Linked DNA regions of Danio rerio: region 1 is linked to region 2. Evidence: chromatin contacts called from public Hi-C data. All regions are on one chromosome and are shown on one strand. The core of a region is the stretch at or near the end of the contact, and the rest is flanking DNA. Distances in the headings are between cores, read along the strand shown.

Region 1 (3,006 bases), core at 346-2,845, 360 kb after region 2:
AAAGTGTGTTTCCTACAAAAAGACAAAGCTGGTTATGTTTCACAGCTGTCTTTTAATTTTTTTCGCTCGATATTACAACCACTGCTTCGTTTAAGCCCTCGCAATATTTGTTTAGCCGGGAGAGCTCGCGCTGAGAGGAGCTCTCAGCAAGGGACCGTCGGAAAAGTGCTTCTTTTTTTTCGTTTTTTTTTTCGTTTTTCTGCTCCGCTCAGTGTGAGCTCTCCCTGTTGTGAGGGCTTAAATGTGTGCGTGTGTGCGTGCGTGCGTGTGTGCGTGTGTGTGTGTTTGTTTGTTTCTTTGGTGCTGTCTATGTTTGTGTATGTGTTTGAATGAGAGACATTGTAGTACTGTGTGTTTATACAGACAGCTTGTTATAGCCTCCTCCCAAAATGTAACACTGTATTGGAAAGCATCGTCAATGCACCGTGATGCACCGAGATATCGAATTGAACCGAATCGAAGGCATGATAATCGTAAACGAACCGAACCGTGAGACCAGTATAGGTTCACACCTCTACTTTAGAGCTAGTATTTGAATGATTCTCTGGCATAATGTCTAAAGTGATGACAAAAACAGGTGATTTTGCTCACCTTTTAGGATTTATAAGGCTGAACAGTATGAACTGTTATCAGTCTACAGAGATTTTCCAGTATTTCTCTGTTGATATTGGGAGATCACTATAATTAACCCCGAAAAAGCCAAAGCAACACAATCACTACCAGATTACTGTTGTGTTTGCAACAAGGAAACACACTAAACACATGCAGGAATTTCTTCTTTCTTTCTTTTTACTAAACTAGTCTGCAGCCATGTAAACAAAGGACTCAAAAAGATGGCCAACCAAAAAGTAATGACAGTTTTACAAAGAGTGGCCAACATAAAATACATACATTCCTCATATGAGTCCCATTTCACACTCAATACACTATAATTACTATGGTATAAATACAGCACTGCAACAAAAAAGAGAGATCGACTTTATTTTATAATGATTTTATCAGCTGTAGTTAGAAATTCCGTCAACCTTTTCTCCTCTAAGAGCTTATGCGTTTTTTGTTGCCATCTTGTGGATGGACAACGTCAACCATTTTTGCTCTCCTCAATGACAGGCTGATGGTTGCCAATGCGCTGTATCTCCAAAATTATAAATATTTAAAACAGGCGCTCTCCTTATAAATAAACGGCATAGATACAATCTAAACAACTACATCCTCGCCTAAAAAAGCCTCAAAAGTATTTTTTGTTGTCCAACAGCAGCAATATTTGTCGAATTCTAGTGAGTTTATTCATCTACTGTCACTATTTGGGTAATACAGAAGGGTGGAGAGGCTGTATGAATTCTTATATTGCATAATATCGCACAGCAATCAGCCAATCAGATTCAAGAAACAGACAGAACTGTTGTATAAAAGAAGATATCTTTATAAAGTAAATGAAGGGTGACTGCTGTTATTTACACCATTGTAGTGTTTTAGGTATGTCCACACAGACAGATCCGCGTCTGCGAGAAGAGTTAATTAGTTTCAGGATAAGAGCCCAAGGCTGATCTCTTTAACTATGGTAATGCCTTAAAGAACATTAATCACCACATGCGCTGCCTCTCTCTCCGTGCTCCGTTCTCTCCCCTTCAAGCTCCATTACACTGAAGATTGACAGATGAGGCAGAGAGAACGCAGGCTAATGAAAGCTCTCTTAGGCTGATGCTGGTTACAGAGGGACAAATGAGGATTTTATGAGAGCCTCTTTAGTACACTGTGGACCTACACCACACACAACAGAAGCTGCTTGCCCTGAAGGCAGAGAAGCAGACATGGGACAAACTGTTTAGACAGGCGCACTACATCAACACAGACACATCTTTCACATGCGCTCATCAGCACACTAATAAATATACAAGCAGATGATCTAGCTGTGGAAAAATAATCTGAATATAGGATAGAAGGAGAAAGCTGCAATATTCATAAATCTTAAGATGATTGACTGAGGGATCATGATTTGTAAAGGTGTGCAGTTGTACAGAAACAGGATGATCTGAGCTGCCTGGGTGTATTTGGGAATGGATATGCAGTTGTCCTGAAGAAATTTGACCTGAAGAAACCTGCAGAAACCCTGGATGAATGAGATACAGAATTGTTGTATAATAATTTTGAAGTGGCGACGCAGTGGCGCAGTAGGTAGTGCTGTCGCCTCACAGCAAGAAGGTCGCTGGTTCGAGCCTCAGCCAGGTCAGTTGGCGTTTCTGTGTGAAGTTTGCATGTTCTTCCTGATTTCGTGTGGGTTTTCTCCGGGTGTTCCGGTTTCCCCCACAGTCCAAAGACATGCGGTACAGGTGAATTGGGTAGGCTAAATTGTCCGTATTGTATGAGTTTGTGTGAATGAGTGTGTGTGGATGTTTCCAAGAGATGGGTTGCGGCTGGAAGGGCATCAGCTGCGTAAAAAAAAAATAATGTGCTGGATAAGTTGGCGGTTCATTCCGCTGTGACGACACTGAATTAATAAGGGGACTAAGCCGAAAAGAAAATTAATGAATAATTTCGAAGTTATGGATACACCTAATCCTTCGAAAGTGATCATGAGTTGATAATACATTGTCATTATAACATTGTAGTTTTTTGTTTCAATTTATTACTGGCATTAAGTAATAATGTGAATAATCCTGAACCAGTAAGCAACAGGTTCAGATGTCACAATTATTACAGTACATGATGTGCACATGATTAGCTCTTATTAAGAAAATATTATAAATTTTACAGTGCAGTATTACACTGAAAAAATATTCAAAGATAGTTCCTTGGAGATTTTGTTTAAATTCAACCCATATAAATTATTTGCAACAGTTTTGAAGAAATCTTTTTTTTTTTTTTTTCAGTGCAGAAATCATGTCAGCGAGCTGATGTTCAAATTAGGGCTGGAATTGACTATTTATTTGTGTGGTCTGCAGGAGGAATTTTCGTAAATAATGTTTCTTGCACAGATCAATCTTTATTTGTTTCATAAAATGTTAG
Region 2 (2,700 bases), core at 170-2,669:
CTTGCATTTCCCAAAGTTAACGCTGTGCACCAAGTGGAGATTGCAAAGTACGAGTACACTAGCAGCTCTACGATTTCAACTTTCACATGCTCTAAGTGGCGACAAAACTCCAAGCGCAAAGTAAGCAGCCCCGCTATCGACTGATGCTTTTCCTCGCGTTTGTTTGTTTGTTTTGTTTTCTCACGGGTCTCCCTCCGAGAGCAAAAAAGAAGGAAAAAGTGAAACAATCCCTAGCTTTGGCAAAACACAAAAGGCGAAGTCCACTCACTCCGTGTTAGTCCGCAGCGTTCAACGACTCCCGGTGCCTCTGTCCAAAGTGCTGAAATCATAGCACAGCTAAGGTTACTTAGAGGCAAAAATCTATACTTTCGTTAAGTGCCACTTGATATTGCTTTACTCTATTGCTTCCCCACGCCTTGTCACGTGAATATATCCTTGGCAAGCCCGTCCTGTTAATATTTGATCACATGTTGGCCGGTCGTTTTCTTAACAAAAGAATCACTTATCTGAAAAGTCGCTCATAACCCTCTAAAGAGGGGTCCCCCAAAAGGCTTGCAACCCGTGTCCCCAAATCACACAGTAATAGCGCCTTGGTGCTCTGCTTTTGTCCTGCAGGGCAGATGGACATGTCTACACATGTTGCCTTTTTCACTGAGCACTTGTAAAAACGACATTTAGTATAAAGGCTAAAAGCCCAACAGGCATCAAAGCGCAGATTGGCACACAGAGCAACAAAGGCAAAACCAATTAGAATGTATATTCTCTACGGCTGCGTTTGCTTTACTCGGATTTTCCCCCTCTATCTACGAATCCCAGAAAACAGCAGCATTACAAAGTTTTACATTCACGTTAGCAAAGCCGAACCCTCGATTAAGTAGCCTTCAGCGTTTGGGTCCATAAGCACGAGAGCACTCGTATATGTCGTGCATCATCAAAATCTGTTCTTCTGAAAGCAACCCTTCAGTCAGTGTAAACACAAGCCATGCCTTTTGGAGTAATTATTCCTTTAAGTGTAGTATTTCCATGCAACTTACCATTTTCCCCTATGCTGTCCTGGAGATAGAAGTGTCTTAATATCCACACACTCCAACAGATGCTGGTAGGTAATGTGTCTTGTTTGAAGTCATCATATGAGAACTTCTGCCGTGCTCAGAAGATCGCCCACCACTTGGGTGACTTATGAATCTAATAACCCTTTGCAATATCCTCGTGCTTAAACTCTCTTACACCTTGGCGACTGTGCCGAGAGGACAAATAGAAACCAGTCGCGATTTACCCAAAACCCCTATACAGATTTACGCAGTGCCCTCGCTCAGAGAAACGCCGTTAGTGCTCTTACGTGATTGAAATAAGCGAAGGCGGTCAAGTTTAGGTGGGAACTAAACTGACCAGCAACTACCCCGAGACGCTGGCTGAAAATGAATGACCATTAGAAAAGTTGCGCATCCAAGACAGCAATGTGCACTTTTTTTTCGCGCGTCTCTGCGTGCATTGCGCGTGATATGTCAACATTACGCGAAGCCTACAGTTCACGACATTTTCAATCTGGCTGTTTTCCCAGCTGAGGGAGATCAGGTAAGATTTCACAATCTTATTTTCTGCCAAGTAGGACTAAGTTCTCGGGAGACTTGTTGCTGCTGCTGCAAAGCTGTGCTATTGAAAGCCAAACAGAGGAAAAACATTGTTTTAAGTACCATACTTACATCTGTGCAATACAGTTTTGAGCTTCGTTATGTGTGTACTATAGCAAATGGAAAAAAAAGCTGAATCCTCCTCAGTCTTGAGGCACGATGTCAACTTAAATAAATGACAACGTTATTTTCCCCCGTACGCCTTTATCTTGACCTAAAGTAGGGAATGGAAGTCACGAAATCCAAGTACGACCGTTTCTGTTATCAGTAAAATTCCATCAGAGCACGAACACTAATCTAATTGTTATGCAGTGACGAGGCGCTATGCTTGGATGTGTTCAAATGTGCTGAAAAGTAACATGAGTAATTGGTGGTATTTACCCGCATATGAGCCAAGATTCGTTCGAGCCCGATAGTTGTAAAAGACATGAAACGCTATTGTATTTATAACTCACAGCAACAGTAAACAGTATGCTTGGACCACAGACGACACGCACAGCAAACGAACTGGAAGCAAAGAAAAGGAGAAAAAGTTTAAAAGATCAGTCAACAGACCTGTTTCTCAGATAAACCTCTCCTCTGGTCAGCATCAACAGACATTGTGTTCCCATAAGTCTAAGTTCATTCATTCATTCATTCATTCATTCATTCATTCATTCATTCATTCATTCATTCATTCATTCATTCATTCATTCATTCATTCATTCATTCATTCATTCATTGTTCCATTGATTATTGCCCTAAACAATGAACATAGCAAACAAAATCTGACTGACTTGGATCTTATAGTGGGATTAATTAATCCCTTCATATTAGGCAGGGCATTAATTCAAACAGATTGGCTCTTTTTCTTGTCTTAGTTTTTCTCGTCATGGCTTTGCTTTTGTTTAAGAAAGACTGATTACACACAACTGCATTTCTCATGTCTGCCTGTCTTTCTAGAATATATTCCAAGTTTAAGAAGTAATTCCCCTAGTTTTCCCAAAAGTTTTAAAAATCACTTTTAATGTAATTTCTGTGTCTTTACGTACAGAATAAGTTATGATGATATGGACAGCTGTTTCTTTAC

What was found. A called contact is a pair of places that touch in the nucleus more often than the background predicts.
Region 1: a contact with region 2 is called in a Hi-C map of embryo, with 2.2 times the contacts expected there. The contact joins the enhancer-like site here to the promoter of bdnf in region 2. A contact is called at or near these places in 4 of 18 Hi-C or Micro-C datasets (caudal fin, embryo, skeletal muscle and 1 more) and 1 of 4 datasets of contacts at active chromatin or transcription factors (caudal fin).

Annotation. Positions count from the first base shown.
Region 1 is chr7:32,349,321-32,352,326 of GRCz12tu, forward strand. The region is part of intron 1 of LOC141375386 (a long non-coding RNA gene); the gene reads right to left. It also overlaps a transcript of mettl15 not described here. Among named protein-coding and RNA genes, the nearest start is that of lgr4, 67 kb to the right of the region's middle. Within about 2 kb of position 1,596, at least 10 of the 62 cell types and tissues checked have an H3K27ac peak or open chromatin away from gene starts, as enhancers often do.
Region 2 is chr7:31,987,600-31,990,299 of GRCz12tu, forward strand. bdnf (brain-derived neurotrophic factor) reads right to left here and starts at 1,420. Exons shown (of 3, transcript NM_001308649.1): 1 at 1,035-1,420; 2 at 1-319. The region is part of intron 3 of LOC103911387 (a long non-coding RNA gene); the gene reads left to right.